6 separate regions of the Mus musculus genome follow, and regions 1, 2, 3, 5 and 6 are each linked to region 4. Evidence: chromatin contacts called from public promoter capture Hi-C data. All regions are on one chromosome and are shown on one strand. The core of a region is the stretch at or near the end of the contact, and the rest is flanking DNA. Distances in the headings are between cores, read along the strand shown.

Region 1 (2,700 bases), core at 184-2,683, 2.0 Mb after region 4:
ACAGAGATGTATATTTACAAACTACCTACACACGTTGTTCTCAACACTGCGATCATTTCTGATTCTACCTAAAACAGTGCGGGTGATGTGCAAATAGTTGACAAATTATATTGTTTAGGGAAAATGACAAGAGCAAAGTTTATAAAAATAAATAAATCTCTTTAAAAACAAATTTTGCAGGTTTTGCTGTGTTGCTCAAGCTTCCTTCAGGTTTGTTTGTTTGTTTGGGGGGGGGGGGTTGGTTCAAGACAGGGTTTCTCTGTGTAGCCCAGGCTGTCCTGGAACTCACTTTGTAGACCAGGCTGGCTTCGAAATCAGAAATCCGCCTGCCTCTGCTTCTCGAGAGCTGGGATTAAAAGCCTGCACCACCACGCCCGGCTTCCTCGAGTTTTCTAATACTGGTATTTAAACAAACAAACAACAACCAAAAAACCCTTCTTGTATGGAAATGTAGTCGGCAGAACTTTAGAAAATGCAGGAACACCTTTCTCAGTGTAGTTTGACCTATGGTGAAATTTTGCTTCTTTCCAGAATAAATGACTCCGTCAGTGTACCTCTGATAAGTCTTGTTTCCCAGTGTGTATTCGTGCGTAGTAATTGGAACTATTGGTAAATTTAAGGTCCTTTGCTTTTTAAGTGAAATTCCTCACTCCCGATATTACTAAATGACTCAGAATTTTGGGTTGCTAAAATCGGAACACTGGTCTAGGGCGTGGTAGCTCATGCCTCAAATACCATATCTCTGTGTTTAACGCCAGCCTGATATATTGAGACCCTGTCTCAAAAAAACAAACAAAACTCTAATACTGGAAAATCTGAAACGTGCATAGATAAGCAAGTAGAATGGCTATAAAACCCGTGTCGATTATGTGTTGATAATCCTGCTTGTCAAGGATCACCCTAGAAGTGGCATTCAGAAAAACTGATCGTTGGCTTCTTTGATAAACCAGCATCATTCCTACGTTTAAGAGGTGGTGGGGCTTGTTTCCAGTCTTGTTCAACGTTTTTCCAGAGTTCCTCCCCATGACTGACAGGCATCCTGAGTACATGAGAGGAGGGCATGTAGGGGCTGGACCAAAACGGACCAACAGAACTCCAAAAAGGCCTTCACATTCCTATACGTAATCGTGGGAGATCACCAAGCCAGTCGACCCAAGATGGCCTCCCGAGACAGGTAGCAGGTGCTGTCCGGGTTTGCAGCGCCCCCAGCGGCGGGGGTCAGAGGCCTGGCCTGCCAGCCCGCCGCCCGCTCCGATTTCCAAGCAGGCATATCTGCGGTTGCCTACGTACCCTTCCCAGCCTCAGGCCCTCCCAGCCTTCGGAGACTTCCTGGATGGCGCCCGGCTCCGGCCACGCCATTGGTAGATGGAGGGCGGTGGGCGGGCCCAGGCGCATGGAGGACTAGCAAGCTTGCTTGCGGCGAGGGCTGGCCGTGCTCCGCCGGAAGGCGCCTTGTTCTCCCGGACGGTGGGTTGCAACTCTTGCCCAGGGAAGGAAGCCGCAGGACTGGCTCAGGTAAGCCTGCGGCACGCGCGGCTCCACCAAGCCTCGTCGGAGCCTGGGCGGGTAGTGGGTGGGGTAACAACGTCCTCGCTTGCTCGCTCGCTCGCACCCATGCGGGTGCAGCGCCGAGCGGTGATCAGGTGCGGGATGCTCGGGGCTGAACCACTCTCCTTTGTGAGAGGCAGGCGCTGGGGACCGGACGGGCCGCGGGGCCGTGCTGGGACGGGCCGCGAGGGAGCTGCTAGGGCCAGCGTGGAGTTTTGGAGCTTGTCATGGCACTGCTGGGCGAGGCGCACATTCGAGACAGTTGCCTTTTTCTTCTTCCTCCTTTCCCAAGAAGAAAAACTCCCCTGCTCGGTTAGGTTACTCCATACGTTGGAGTCAGAAGTGCGAGGCCAGGGTTTTAGTTTGTTTTGGCTGGATTCTTTTTCCCTCTCCTCTCTTATCTTTAATGTTTTTAGTAAATGTGGGTAGGGAAGCCTGAGGTGAACGTGTTCGGATTTATTATGTTCCCAATTTCTGCGGGGCTGTTGCAAAGTAGAGGTGACGAGGAAACGAACAGCACAAGTCTTGTGTCTTCCTTGACAGGTCTGCAGAGCTCTTTGGTTTTCTGACACATTATGTAAACTCTTCACTAGAGGAGGACTGCCTCTTGGCGAATATTATTTAAAATTTGTTTTGGTTTTTTTGTGTCTTAATTTACCTGTTTCTAGTCGGCTTGCCATTGCTGCAGCTGTGCATACGCAGCAGCGCCTCTTTAAGGGGCAGTCCTGACGTCGTTAAAGGCTTCCCAGAGGAGGTATGTAGTGAACCAGTCTTCGCAGTGAGTGAGCAAAGTGAGCCAGAAGTCGGATTTTAAACGCTACGTAATTTTCTTTCAAAAGATAGACACAGTGAGACATCTCAGACACGAGTGAGGACCTTGCTTTAGCGATTTTGCTGCATTCTGCCATCACATCGATGTCCACAGAATCTCTGTTCTGAGTTTGTTAACTCAGAGACTGGCTTAGTGCCAACTGAGGTCGTTTTGGGGGGGCACATCAGATTCTAGGACATGGATTTGCAATTTGAATGTTTCCCTTATGTTGTTGCTGTTGTTTCTTTTGAAAGGATATCTGGCTTTCCATTTGTAGACCAGGTTGGCCTCTAACTCACTGAGATCTTCCTGCCTCTGCCTGGATTAAAGGCGTGCACCTC
Region 2 (2,703 bases), core at 172-2,671, 2.6 Mb before region 4:
TGAGGCAGTTAATGTATCCTGGGTCAGCTTTGAACTGATTCTGCTACTTCTGTGCCTTTAATACTGGCACTCCATTCCTGTGCTATGAGGTGTGGGATTTTGTTTTCAAATCATATCTAAGCCTAAACCAAGAAAGCAGTGGTGACATGCTTACAATCCCAATGCTCCAGAGGCAGAGGAAGAGAGAGGCAAAGGCAGAAGAAAGATCACAGAGTTCCAGGCCAGACTATGCTAGACATTGTCTTAAAAGAGAGACTCATATATATTTTTGCTCTTTTGGTTTTTCAACTCAGGGTTTTTCTGTGTAGCCCTGACTGTCCAGGAATCCACTTTGTAGACCAACCTGGCCTCGAACTCACAGATATCCAACTGCCTCTGCCTGCAAGTGTTGGAACTAAAAGCATGCGCCACCAAGTCCAGTTAAGAGTCATATATTTTCACATATTATGTAACAAGAACCTCAATCCAACCTAAAAGCATCAGTTGTAATCCCGCTAACAAACACCAGGGCGAGGTGCATTTCTTAGGTTACAGGGAGTCCTGGAAATCCGGCACCAAGTCTTCTGCCAAAGACATGGGTATAGACGAGGAACAAAAGACCCTCGTGCCGCCCTCCAGCGGCTCCGCTCCGAATGCGTCCGGTGGGACTCCCATTAGAGGGTCACTGCCCACGGAGCCAGGATGAAGCGAAGGGCACGCGATGGCCCGAGGCCCGGCAAACGTGGAGGACAGGCGCCGGGCAGGCCGGAGAGCGCGTGCTCGGCCAGGCACCGACGGCCAAGGCCAGACAGCCCAGGTCCCAGGGGCGCGAGCCCGCTAAGGGAGCCCGGGGCTCCATCTTGCCCGGCGGCAGTCTGGGGTCACCACTGTCCTGTGGCCCCGCCGCAATCTCGGCGCGCAAACTCTTGGCGGCCGAGGACAAGGCCTATGGTAGAGCGCGATCGGACTCGTTCCGGGCCAAGTTTCTCGTCCCCACGGGTTCGGTTCTGATGGGCCCCAAGTTCTCCCAACAGATCCCACAAAATGGAGGCCGACGTCTCCTCCCGCCGCAGCCATGGCGGAGGTGGGACACCCTTCCCACGGGCCAGGCAAGGTGGAAGCGCCTGCACGGCCGCCAGCGCACCAGTCCCCTTGCGGCCGCGGCCGGGCTCGCCCCCTCGGTCCGCCGCAGGCATTGCCGGGCTCGCCAGTCGCCGGGGTCTTGGGGGCCTGGACAGGGAGGACGCCGGGACATCGAGGCCGCGTCTCTCCTCGAGCAGAGTCGCAAAGGGCCGTGGCGACCGTCTGGAGGCCGAGACCCAGTGTCCCGATCCCGGGCCCACCGGAAGCCTCGACGAATATCGCCCGCCCCCAGGGCCGAAGCGCGAGCCGAACTGCGGGCAGCGCCACTCGGGCTCCTGACCCGGGCAGACCCCGCGAGTGGGGGCGGGGCGGGGGCACGGAGGGAGGGCGGAAGAGAGGGAGGGCCGGCCCAGCCCGGGGCTGGCGGCGGGGGGGGGGGGGGGGGGGGCCGGCAGGCCCGAGGGCGTGGCCCAGGTCTGACGGACAGCCGCCGTGACTACCTCACCGAGGAGGGTCCTGAAAGAAGGCCGACTGGGCCAATGGAGCCTGCCCGAGGCATTCCGTGCCGCCCACGCCATCAGCCAATGAGCGTGCGGAGGGCGGGGCCTCCCCGGGCCCCGCCGTGCCACCGCCTCCTCTGCCTCCTCCTCACCAGCGCTAAAGCCGGGACTGGACCGAGCGGAGTTGTGCGTGTCGCCGAAGGGGGGTGGGCCGGGGGAGGGGAGGTTCGTTCCGCGGAGCTGCAGCCAGAACCCGGTGAGGCTTCTCCCCGCCGTCTTTCCTGTCGAGGGCCGCGGAGAGTGGGGGTGGCTGGGAGCAGCGCAGCCTCGGGAGGAGGAGGCGGAGGCGGGGGCGACTGGGGAGGCGGAGATGGGTGAGGGCAGCGTCGGGAGCCTCCCACCGAGCCGGGCTTAACAGCCCGCGGCGGCCGGTGTCGCGGCTGCTGCGTCGGGGCCTGAGGGTGCGCTGGGGGCCGCGCTGATGTCCAGGGCGGCTTCGCGTGCGGCCGGAGGGGTGAGGGAGCGCGGGCGCGGCAGGGCTGGCTGGGTGAGGCGGCCGCGGGGCGGGGAGCGCGAGAGCCTCCGGGTGCGGGCGGCAGCGGCCGGAGGTCGAAGAGTGTTTTCCTTTCTGTGCTGCGAGCGGGCGGGCGGGTCGGGGAGGGGCCCTTTGGCCCTCCCGCCCGGGGGCCGCACTCCCACCCTGTCTGTTCAACCGACACCCCAAGTTTTCCGTGTTAAGGGGCGTCCTCTTACGTCCCGCGGCGTTTTCTCTCTCTCTCTTTTTTTTTTTTTTTGGGTCGGTCTGTCGCAGCTTTTAATCTTATTTGAGCCAGTTTCTAATGGCTGACCTGGTGCCTGTCGCGGGCTACTGAGGAGTTAGGCCCTAATCAAGTGCTTGCGGCAAATGGGACCCAATTGTTGAACCTCTCCCGGGTCGGATTTGTACTTGAGTGGTAACTACTTAGGAGAAATGTGAATCCCTTTCTAGATTCGAGGACGCGTTTACTCTTCGACTCAGCTGCGCGCTCTACTCATAATTCTGAAACTGGAAAGAACATATGAGCTTGGCCTGCTGTCGTTTAGTTGATCTATTGTTTATTTGGAGAAGGTTGGTAGAACAGCTTGGGAATAACTTCACCTT
Region 3 (2,700 bases), core at 34-2,533, 2.4 Mb before region 4:
CTCCAAATTCCCATTTCGTTTACTCATTCAATAATCCCACAGCCGTGAGATAGATCTCTGTGGTAAAGCTCTTGCCTTGCATTCATGAAACCCTGGGTCCAGTACACGGTATCAGATAACGGCAACAACAAAATCAGCCTTTGCTGTTACTGGACTAAGTGTCCGTGATTCAAGCATTATTATAAACCACATCCCCTGATTAAAGGAGCCCACAATCTAGAGCAGAAAAGACAAATACAGAGATAAAAGACAATGACTTAAATAGAGGTAAGAGAGTAAGGACAGAACTGAGAAAGCACCTTTTTCTGCAGAGCTCGGGTAAGGGAAGAGAGGGGAGAAAAGGTATCACAAACAGATGGATCCCAAGCCTTGGAAATACAGACTAAGAATTTCTCCCGGGGACGACATTCGCAGCAAGGAGGATGTTAAGTGTTCAAGCACGATGTGCGAAGATTGTCCTTTCAAGCTTACTCTAAATCTCTTGAGTTACACTCATAAAACGCGCAGAAAAGGGACACTTTGGGTTGGGAAACCTTTACTGTCCCGGGCACTCGGTGTGAATGGGATTTCCTGAATTTAAGCCAAGGAGCATTTTCTACTTTTAGAAAACATTGGGACAACGGTGTAGAGAATCCTCCAGTCTTTCCTAACGGAAAGCCATGGCCCTAACCGTATACCCGAATGCTGAAGGCCACAGAAGTCTCCCACCAGCTGCCTTGCATCCTACGATTCTCAACATTCCATGTCACCGCTTCGTCTCTTCTGCCAAAACAACACTTAGAACTTCCCTAAGCATCCATCCTCCACCGACTGCGGCCAGGGTCCTCTCCAGGATGTCAGTCTGCGCCTACGGACCGCCACCGTCCTCCCAAGCTGTTCCAGGCTGTTCGGCGTCCCACTCGGATTCTCCCAACCCGCCGTCCCCGCCCCGGAGACTCCCTGTCCGGCCGCTCAGCCCCCACATACTCCCTCGCACTTCATGTCCAGGATCCTCTCCACCTCGAAAACGTCCTCCCCATCCTCCTCGCTGTCCCCAACGGCCACCGTTCCTTTGGTGGCTGCGTCCTTCTCTTCGTCCCCTGCTCCAACTCCTTCGGACTCGGGAGAACGGCCAATGCTGTCGGGAACTGACATAACTAGAGCGGCCGCACTCATGCCCTCCTCAGCCGCCGCCGCCATCACAGACGCAGTGCAAAACCAACGCGAAAAACCGCCGGCGACCCACAGCGGGACAGCACCGCGCGCCTGCCGCTCCGCCCTAATCCGCTCCAGCGGCGTGACTCGACCGTGAGGCAAGCCAGCCAATTGTGGGCGCCGAGCTCTGGATTGACACACAGAACGGCCAATCACGCAAAGGCGCGCTCCCCGGCTCCCTGGGGAGTTCACGGGAAGTGGATGGGCGGGTCGACGGACTCTGAGGAAGAACGCTGCCTCAGGGAAGAGCGGAAGGGCTCCCCTGGGGAGACTGCGAGGGGCGGTCCTAGCACCTCACCTCCCAAACTCCGGTGACGCCCGCTGCCTGAGGAGACCTGTTGTTTGGATTGTCGGAAGGAGACCATGAGGATTCTGGGAAAGGGACCCCCAGTGTTAGCGAGACCCGCCTGTGCGGAATGGCTGCCCAGGAATCCTTTCGTATGGTTTTGGCTGGCTTATATGGCGTCTGCGGTCGAATCAATTACATATAGCCTATAGGGATATTTCATTTTAGTGAGTAGCGTTTATAGATAGAGAATAGGGACCCGGAGGTGGTTCAGCAGATTACGGCCCTGGTCGCCAAATATGAGGACCTGAGTTTAATTTCCAAGGGCATACATAGCGAGAGAATTCCCCCAATATGTATTCTCTTCTGTCAGGAGAAAGGCCAATCTTTACAGCAAGACACTGTATCAAGTAATAATTTATGGGATTTACTTGTTGGGCTTTGAAAGTAGTTCAGTGATAGGGCGTTTGTCTGGCAGGTGATGGTTGGAGGCTTGGTCCTAGTAGCTGAGTAAAAGTTGGTTCTCTCCTTCAAAAGATAGAGCCCAGGTTGCCTGGCTTGGCCCCATTTGGGCTATACTTAATTAATTGGATCATTCACACCTGATAAACCAAGCCAAAACCACCTATGTGTTTGTTCCCAAGTTCCCTTGCTTCTTATTGAATTGAAAATATCAGAAGCAGGTGCGGGGTTGATGCAAGAGAAACGAGTAATATTGATGCTACAAAGGAGTCACTAGGAAGCGAGCCTGCGATATGATTGGAAGAGAATTACCAGGCTTATTACAAACTCTAGGAAAGACATTTTTGTGCCAACATTGAAGTTTTGGGTTGCTGAGAAAGTTTCTGTTAACGTTAGTGCACTAAGATTGACCTCCAATTAGACTCCATTTCCACAACAAAAGGAGACAACCCTAACTTACAACCAGCCATTAAGCCTATCCACCTTATTAAAAAAAAAAAAAAAAAAAAAGCCTCTAAGGGGCAGCTCAATGGCTGAGCCCCAAGTCACACCTATCATTAAGTCCTAGTTTGCCATTAAATCCCCTGTGCCCTTGTGAGGAAAAGCCTAACTCTGCTGGTAGGTAGGCAAGAGGACCCTGAATAACAACTATTTGAAAAGAACAACACTGGTGTATATGCTTAGAAATAATTCTGACTATCTTCGCTGTGTACCTCTTGTATCTGCCTGAGTGACTAGACTTTCAGTCTCCTGTCTGT
Region 4 (2,700 bases), core at 149-2,648:
TTGGCGGAACCATCCCAGCTACTCATAGCATACACAATGGGCACCCTGAGTATCATGGGAACTCGCTGGATGAAGCACCAATACCTAGACCACAGATCTTGGCCAGTCTCAAAAGAGAGACTTCCTCTTTGCATTGTAGGCTATAACAAGTCAGACCATGACACCTGAACGAACCCCACACATCTCTAACTCTGGACAGCAGAGCTCAAGAGAAATGCTTCCCTATGAGACAGCAACACTGGCAGCAGTCCACACAGGCCTGGAAGGGGTGGGGGTTGGGGGACAGGGAGCTATGGGCACAGCTTGGCCTTTCTTCTGTACAAACAATCCAGAAAGAGAAAAGGCAACAGTGCCTGTCACACTGTGTGTCAGTGCTATTAGGGAGGTGAGAGCTGAGGTGGGAGAGTGAGGCAAGCAGCCTCTTAACATTGAGCAAGTCTCTGAATTTCTATGGGCATCCGCATCTGTTGCTTTATTTGTAAAACGGAGCTGAATGACCTGAGTCTTCTTTGGCTCTAGTGCCGTTTCCCGCAAGTCACTGTAGGCACCATAAATTTCCTCTTAGAAAGCAATACTCTTCTTGGGCAGTTCTTTTAGGTCCCTTACACGATTGTTTACTATTGATACAAAGTTATTTCGTTGTTCTGCAGATCCAAAAGGACAAATATTAGGTCAAGGGAAGGCCCTGTTCCTGTGAAACCCTTGGAGCTGAGTCATTCTCCTCTAAGCAACTTTTTCCCGATCCTGTTAGACCACCATCACACAGGTGGCATCTCAAACTTGATGGCCTTGGGCGAGCAGTAACCACATCCCAATCTAACAAACCTACTTCTGAAACCACGGCAGTAAGCATGTGTTTATGATTAAGAACACTATCAACTAGGATTGCAAGCAGAACGTAAAGGCGGCCAAGGGCTAAAGGAATTTGCAAGCCAGTTCCACACTAATTCCATCGCAGTGGAGACTTCTCCTACCCATGCCTTGTCCTTCAAGGGCTTTTCACACCCACGACTTTAGTTCCGGGCAAGTCTCCACAAGCACCACGTCCGCATCGGGAAGAGCTAGCTTATTCCTCGTGCTTTACCACTAATCTAACTGGGCTACCAGAGGGGCGATCGCGAAGACTAGTGGAAAGTCAGAGTCCCCAGGCTGAACGCAAGCTTAACCCTCAACACTCTCCCAGCTCCGCAGCCTTCTCATCTCTCAGCGCTCCCGGGGCTCCTGAGCGCAACCCATCCCTCCCTGGAAGCCAACCTGAAAGGAAAGGCGGGGAGTCTGAAGCTGTCCGCAACTACAGACAGTCCCCGGATCCTGGCCCGGACAGATAGAGACAGAAAGAGAAACGGACAGGAGTAACTCACTGCTGCTCCAGATCATCAGCCATAGTAAACAAGCCCTGCCGGGTCGAGCTGAGCCAGCCCATCCCTCCGCTCGACGCCAGAACCAGCTGACCCAGGGAAGTATCGGATAACAAAGGGGGCGGGGCCGGAGGCGGGGCCTGGGTCGCTAGCGGGGTTCTAGCGGGCAAAGTTGGCAGACCAACCGACTCAGCACATGGACAGCAATCAGTTGGGTGCTTCCTTCTGTTTGCTCCCTCTGGCCTGCGTCCAGGCTGAACACTACGGTCCCACAAAAGTAGGCTCCTTAATCCGGATCACATCCCTTTGGGGGACAGTGAGGGAGACAGGAAGACAGGTAGTTTAAAACTCAAAGTTCCTCACTGGAATGCCACCAGCCCCGCCTCCACACCTCCTTCAATTAAAGAGTGAAGGAACTGCTTTGCCTCTTGCTCACGTTCTCAAGCTTCCCTCTGTATCTCAGGTCACAGACGCTTCATCTGCCTTGGTAGTCCTATGGAAATGGTTTAGATGTCCGTGGAGTCATAAGGGTGCTTCCTATAAAAGGGCCTCGGATATTGTAACCCAAGATTTCCCGGTTCCAGAAATACAAAAAGCATGCTGCCTAGTTAAATTTTAGACAGCAAAGTTTAAAGCTAAGTAGGCTCCCTGTAGTATTTGGGGCATCCTGTATTCACAGCTCTAAGATGAGGGGTGACACCTGTCAGCATAAGCATTTCTCTGTTCTGGGGATGTCTTGCCTCAACCTACTTTCCAAGGAAAAAGTAGCAGTATCCTGCTTCCTTCCATTCGGTGGACCTCCCAGAGGAGGGCCAGTTAAAGGCCTAACGCATAAGGCTGGGCGTGATTAGGTATGTGGATATAAGATTAAGGATGTGGGATGTGAAGTGACTTAACCCAGAAGTTTTGAGCACATTTCAGGCTGGCTCGGCAGAGAGGCGGGACACATCTTGAAGCTGGCTTCAGAATTCACTTGAAATGGCAAAGGGGGTGTGGCATCCCTGGAGCCGCTCCCTTTCTGATTATCCACTGCAGTAGTTTAATCATACTTAAGGGGAAAGAATCTACTGAGGACTCTCTCTCTCTCTCTCTCTCTCTCTCTTACACACACACACACACACACACACACACACACACACACACGTCAAGGTGTATGTGTCCTGGGTTGGCCTCACATTGGATGTGTATCTGAGGATGATCTGTGCTTCCGAGTCTCCTGTTTCTATCTCTGGAGTGCTGGGATTATAGGGTATTCTGCCAGGCTTGTTGATTCAGGATTGTGGATCGAACCCAGGGCTTTCTGCTTGCTAGCTAGGCACTTTAGCAGTGGAGCTATGTTCCT
Region 5 (2,700 bases), core at 166-2,665, 2.3 Mb after region 4:
CTCAGGACTGTGTACGTGGGTGGGAAGAAGGGTAGGGGTGAGGTTGGGTGGGCCCGAGCTCCGAAGTTAGGATCCGGGGAGCTACTGCTTGAGCAGCGAAGCAGCTGCAACCCATTAGGGGCGGTGAGCTCATGGCTGAACAAGAGTCGCAGCCACAGGAAACGGCCTCGGCAGGAGGGGAGGAGGGGTCTGGAGCAGGCGGAGGTGGGCAGGAGCCCAAGACACCAGGCCTCTGGTCGGCTGGGACCAAACGACGGGCGAGACTGAGTCAGCGCTCACTGGCCTAGTTCCTGTCTTGCTCCAACCCTCTGAGCAGGGTGATGCTTCCCAGACTCTCCGTAGACATTGCCCTGGCAGGGCCTCTCCCCCTCCTCCACTCTGCAATGAGCATTATAGGCTGCACCCGCCTGGGCAGTGGGCGCTCTCCCCGTAGTACTTCATAGTACTTCTGGCCGGAAAGTTCCGGGCTTAGTGTTCACTCTGGTTGACATGGGCTTCTGGTACCCTGAGCTGCTGCTCTCCGAGCCTCTGCTCTACAGGATTCCATCCAGATCCCTCCCTGCAGCGACAGTGCTCTGAGGCAGGCACTGTCAGGAACAGCTCAGTTCCCTGCAGCTGCATGAACCTCGGGGAACTTTGTCCCAAAAACTATGGTTTTGGCTCTGGCAACGTCACGCCCATTGGTACTGCGGAACACCCCCTACCCACCCCCAAACAGCCCCCTTTCTGTGAGGGAATTTCCCTTTGGACATGCCCTTTGGCCCTGGCCCAGCCACAGCTGTGGCTAGTCCCTCAGGGCCGGATGGGTGGGCCCATCTCACCGGGTTTGGGGACTGGGATGGAAAATGGTGGTTCCAGGCAGGTCAGTTCTCATGACCCAGGACAGTGCCCTTTCAAGGGCTGCCGCCAGACCAACTCGCAGAGGGTCTCCAGGAGTGAAAAACTGAGATAGGGAGGGGGAGGGAAAACTCAGCAAAAGAAGACTGGGTAGGACCAAAAAGACCGGGGGTGGGATGTGTGCAAAGACCATCGAAGGATGGGGAGGTGGCACAGAAGAAAGAAAGGGTCATGGCAATACTCGGTAGGGACTGAGCAGGCAGCAGGACCGCAGATCGAAGAAAAGAAGGGGGGATGGGAGGGTGGAGAGTCTCCGAAGCGCCAAGGAGCGCTAAGCGGGCACAAGAGGCACGGGGCTGGGGGCCCGGAGCGGGCTGCGCGAAGGCCGAGGGGACACCGGGGTGCTTCGCGGGACTCACCATGGCTCGGCGTCGGGAGGTGTCCCACTCTCCGGCGGGCGGGCGGGGCGGGTGAGCCACCGCCTCCCTCCGGGCGCTCAGTCTCGCCGGGTCTAGCTGCAGGACAACTCGCGCGGCGACCGCGGCTCTCCCCGCTCGTTCGGCAGCCCAGGCCGCGGGGGCCCCGCCAGGGAGGGCCGAGACGGCCGCCTGCACCGCCCCGCCCAGCCCGGGACCCCAGCCGAGAAGCCCCCCCAACCCTGGCCACAAGCCTCGCCTCCGCTCCCCTGGCTGTCTGCTGCCAGCCCGCCCCGCCCCCTCCGAGAACCGCCCAGCTGAGGACGCCCCGGGTTTCCCGCGTCTTCTTCGCTCTGCGGGATCAGTTCAGCCTCAGCTCGGGACCCTGCAGGGGACCCGCCTAGGTCCCAGGTTGCCCGGCGGCCAAAAGCCTTCTTCCATCTCTAGGGTCCATGACACATCTCCGGTCCGTGGCAAGGCTTGGCAAGGTCCTGGGGCCCAGGTCGATCCACAGCCTTTAGTTCCCTTTAGGTAGAGCTGAAGGCCGGGAAATTAGGGTATTCCCCCAAGCCTTGGGCGTTTGCCCGCCCTTCTTCCCCTTCCACCTTCTTGGGTCTCAAGGCTCCATGAGACTACAATGGGCTCCTGTGTGCAGCCTGGGGAGGGCGGGGGATGAGGGGAATTACGAAGTAAAGGCTTGGCATGTGGGGTGGGGGGATATGTGTCACGGCTGAGAGGCCAGGGCCCCGGGATCAGGATCCCTCTGTAGGGTCTGGGGGCGTTTGCGGAGTTGCTCCACGCTGCCTTTGCCTTTTTCTCTACCTTAGACCCCTGTTGCTCTGCGGTTAGAGAAGGGGAAGCAACAGTTCCCGGATTAGACCCCACGCTTTAGTACTGATGTCAGATCTTTCCTTCTTGTTGCAGGGCGATAGTGGCCCATATGCTAGGGCTTTTGGCAGTGACTATTATCTTACACTTCAGACAAAAGGGGCTAGGCTCCTTTAATTTTTTTTTTTTTTTGCCTCACCTACAAACTCGAGTATCACTTCTACATGGAAGTGAAGGCCGAGTGGGGTCTCTCAAAAAGGCTTGAGGAACCGCAGCACATCAAGGGGTTGCCCTGCCTGTCTCTGAGTCACAGACTGGTCCAAAAGGTGGACATTTGGGAGGCGATCTGAAAGGTACTCATTTCCCAGAGAGATCGTGAAGGTGTTGGCATTGCAGTTAGAGGGTAAAGTTTATTTAGAAGACGTGTGGTAGTGGATACAGTCGATGAGGCTTGGAGCAGGAGGAGAAGAAAGGGCCTCCATGACAGGCTCTTTTCATCTTAGGATGCTACATTCTGCCCCTTTTCCTGTGGGTCTGGAGAAGGGAGAAACTTAATTCATGGGGATGACACGAGCCCTCTGGTTCATAGGGTTAAAAAAGAATCTCAAGCAGGGAAAAC
Region 6 (2,700 bases), core at 105-2,604, 2.4 Mb after region 4:
GACTCCAAAAGGAAGACAAAGAAAAAGCCCAGGGAGATGACGAGCTCTCCATAGGGATACTCCACCTAGGAACACAGAGAGGTACCATAAGCCAGGAAAAGAAGGAGACGACATAGAGTGGACCCGGGACCACATGGTACAAGGACCAAAAGGGGTGGAGCCCGAGAGGAGCCTCGTGGAGGAGAGAGATCCAGAGGGGCTGAGGGACAAAATGCCGCTTGGATTAGAAATAAAGGAAAATAATGTGACCTCTGTCATAGGGTCCAGGGTAGGAAGGATGGAGTGATGCAAGAGCTGTTTCTGAGGGCCCACAAACAAAGATTAGGTCGGCACTGTCTTTCTTGACATTATTTGAAGTGAGAGTAGAGAGTCCTGGTATTCCTCACATATCAAAAGGGGCACGAAAAGTCCCAGGTTCGCCTCGATCTCCAGGCAGGGGCTAATGATAGATACTTACGTAACTAGAAGCAGCATCACGAGAAGAATTTCCCTTACTTCCTGTACTATTCTAGGAAGGCAGAAACAGAAATTAGACTGAGTCTGAGGCAGCTCTAGTTCTTGTCCTGCCCTTTCAGCCAACAAGCTTTCCTCAGATGCTCAACCCCACCACCTCCCCCACCCCCCACGTCTACTCAACAGCGGCTGTCCCACCGGTGCGCTGCACTCAGAGCTTTCCCGATGGCCCCAGCTTCTGTCTGTCATCCCGGTCCCATAGCCCTGCCACTGGATTTCTTGGCTACCCACCTGTTCCACGAATTTCTGAATTTCTGACTCAATTCCCTCCAGAGCTTCAGCAGTCATATGCATCAACCCTGCTCCCAAGAAGACACCTGCAGAGGTGCAGCCCAGGAGGCTGAGGACCCTGTGGTGATGACCTAATAAAAAAGCAGAGGTTACTCTCCAGTTAGCAGTGAGGTAAATGGGAATGAATGAAGAGCAACAGATGGCACTCAACATCTGTGGGGTGGGGTGGGAGAGAACAGAGCCAGATGCTAGGAAAGGTCTGAGATAAGGCGGTCTGAGGAACAGAGTCAGAGTGGGGGCTGTACCTGTAGCTGCATCCATCTGGAACCATTTCACGTAGATGGGAGTAAGGCCACAGCCCAGTGTGAGAACCAGAAGAGCAAGCAGGCAGCCGATTTTTACTCCTAGTAGTACCTCCATCTTTGGGTTGTAGGGTAAGTAGAGACCTCAGAAAGGCAAAAGCAGTCAGGAGCAGTTGAAGTGGTCAAAGTGGAGTATTTCCTCTCGTGAATTTCAGGACTGCTGATAACCTTCTTGTCCCTGGACTGTCTGGGTTTACACAGCTCTCACCCGCATAGCAGACGAGGGCTCAGCCCCAGTCACCAACCCTCCCACTATCTGGAGGCCCCTCCCCTGCCTTACACCTTCCTGAGCTTCCAAACCAGAAACTCCAGACTCCCTGCCAGGTCCAGCTCAGAGAAGTTTTCTCTTCAATGCTGTGACTAATCCAAGCTCTCTGAGGACTCTTAGTTCATGTCTGGGGTTGATCTAACCTCAAATGGAACAACCTACGGTAGTTACGTCCCAGCTAATTTATGTGTGAGGCAATTTGGTCCTGCCACGGTCAGGACATTTAATATAAGCCTTCCACACGCTCTACCTACGCTCTACCCTATCCTAAGTCTTACAGGTGGCCGCGCTGATACTTGAACTGAACCCTTTCAGAGAGGATTTGGGGCCACCTGAGGGTAAAGGGGGTGGAGTTGCTACTCTTCTGTGTGAATTAGCAAGTGATGAGAGTCCCCTTTCCTCTAATTCCAGAAAAATAGCTCCAGGCATGGAAATTCCCTGGGAGTGCTCTCTCTCTGTCTCATGTGTGTGTGTGCCTGTGTGCTATTCCTAGTGTTACAACATGTATACTGTCACTTTTTTTTTTTTTTTTTTTTTTTTTTTTTTTTTACGCAGGGACTCACTGTATAGCCCTGGCCAGCCTGGAACTATGTAGATCAGGCTAGCCTTGATAAACTCAGAGACTTACCTGCCTCTGCTTCTCCAGAGCCTTGGTACCCTATGTCCCACCTGTCACTTTCTGTCTCTGTGAAGAAGCCTCCCCCCCCCCCCAGAGAAATCAGTCAATTGTTTTTTTCTCTTATATAAAAGTTTAAACACTTCTTTTTTTATCTTTAAAGTTTAAGGAAACCCACAAACTTCAAACAAAAAAAGGTCAGGCAGAACACTTTCATTGTTTCAGTCAAGGCAAGCTGTGCCGTCCCAGTGGCCATCTAGTACTGTAATTCGCAACTGTTAACCTTGTCATTTTCATTGTACAGGGCAATTTATAGGCTTGAAGTGCAGAACCTGAGCGCTGAACCTGAATGGTCTACCAGATGTCTATCAGTGCCAACAACTCTAAAAACCTTGACCTTTAACAAAGCCTGTGGTGTGATCTTATCAGCTTGCCCCCAGCCCTCTTCCGGGTCTCGGTCCCCTTCCCTTACAGCTGGGCATTAGGCTGTGTGAAGGTAGACTTGAGGTGCCCTTGCCTTTCTGATGGGCATCCTCCTGTTTTGGGGGGTTAACATTTCCTGTTGCGAAATGGGGTTGTTCTAGAATAGAAACAGGAAATGGAAACAAACCAAATAAACAGAGGTGTCCTGACTAGACTAACTTTGAGGGAAGCCAGGTGTGGTGGCGCACGCCTTTAATCCCAGCACTCAGGAGGCAGAGGCAGGCGGA

What was found. Promoter capture Hi-C pulls out the DNA fragments that hold promoters and counts their contacts. Capture Hi-C pulls out chosen DNA fragments and counts their contacts.
Region 1: a promoter capture Hi-C map of liver shows a contact between it and region 4, with 2.8 times the contacts expected there. The contact joins the promoter of Chd8 here to the promoter of Abhd4 in region 4. A contact is called at or near these places in 3 of 39 promoter capture datasets (the C10 cell line, hippocampal neurons and liver).
Region 2: a promoter capture Hi-C map of cranial neural crest shows a contact between it and region 4. The contact joins the promoter of 2410022M11Rik here to the promoter of Abhd4 in region 4. A contact is called at or near these places in 4 of 39 promoter capture datasets (cranial neural crest, hippocampal neurons, liver and 1 more) and 1 of 115 datasets of contacts at active chromatin or transcription factors (astrocytes).
Region 3: a contact with region 4 is called in a promoter capture Hi-C map of pre-B cells, with 5 times the contacts expected there. The contact joins the promoter of Mphosph8 here to the promoter of Abhd4 in region 4. A contact is called at or near these places in 3 of 39 promoter capture datasets (hippocampal neurons, liver and pre-B cells).
Region 5: a contact with region 4 is called in a promoter capture Hi-C map of frontonasal cranial neural crest. The contact joins the promoter of Arhgef40 here to the promoter of Abhd4 in region 4. A contact is called at or near these places in 6 of 39 promoter capture datasets (the 3T3-L1 cell line, frontonasal cranial neural crest, hippocampal neurons and 2 more).
Region 6: a promoter capture Hi-C map of pancreatic islet shows a contact between it and region 4. The contact joins the promoter of Slc39a2 here to the promoter of Abhd4 in region 4. A contact is called at or near these places in 1 of 39 promoter capture datasets (hippocampal neurons) and 1 of 9 other capture datasets (pancreatic islet).

Annotation. Positions count from the first base shown.
Region 1 is chr14:52,256,493-52,259,192 of GRCm38.p6, reverse strand. It overlaps Chd8 (chromodomain helicase DNA binding protein 8), which reads left to right and starts at 1,433. Exons shown (of 38, transcript NM_201637.3): 1 at 1,433-1,515.
Region 2 is chr14:56,810,707-56,813,409 of GRCm38.p6, reverse strand. It overlaps 2410022M11Rik (RIKEN cDNA 2410022M11 gene), which reads right to left and starts at 1,421. Exons shown (of 1, transcript NR_152252.1): 1 at 1-1,421. It overlaps Zmym5 (zinc finger, MYM-type 5), which reads left to right and starts at 1,946. Exons shown (of 8, transcript NM_001253753.1): 1 at 1,946-2,076; 2 at 2,551-2,670.
Region 3 is chr14:56,666,831-56,669,530 of GRCm38.p6, reverse strand. Mphosph8 (M-phase phosphoprotein 8) reads right to left here and starts at 1,283. Exons shown (of 14, transcript NM_023773.2): 1 at 967-1,283. The coding sequence starts at 1,179. It also overlaps the pseudogene Gm4032.
Region 4 is chr14:54,257,981-54,260,680 of GRCm38.p6, reverse strand. Abhd4 (abhydrolase domain containing 4) reads right to left here and starts at 1,398. Exons shown (of 7, transcript NM_134076.3): 1 at 1,362-1,398. The coding sequence starts at 1,384.
Region 5 is chr14:51,983,548-51,986,247 of GRCm38.p6, reverse strand. It overlaps Arhgef40 (Rho guanine nucleotide exchange factor (GEF) 40), which reads right to left and starts at 1,415. Exons shown (of 24, transcript NM_198249.4): 1 at 1,257-1,415. The coding sequence starts at 1,259.
Region 6 is chr14:51,892,264-51,894,963 of GRCm38.p6, reverse strand. It overlaps Slc39a2 (solute carrier family 39 (zinc transporter), member 2), which reads right to left and starts at 1,354. Exons shown (of 4, transcript NM_001039676.2): 1 at 1,050-1,354; 2 at 745-875; 3 at 458-508; 4 at 1-65. The coding sequence starts at 1,164.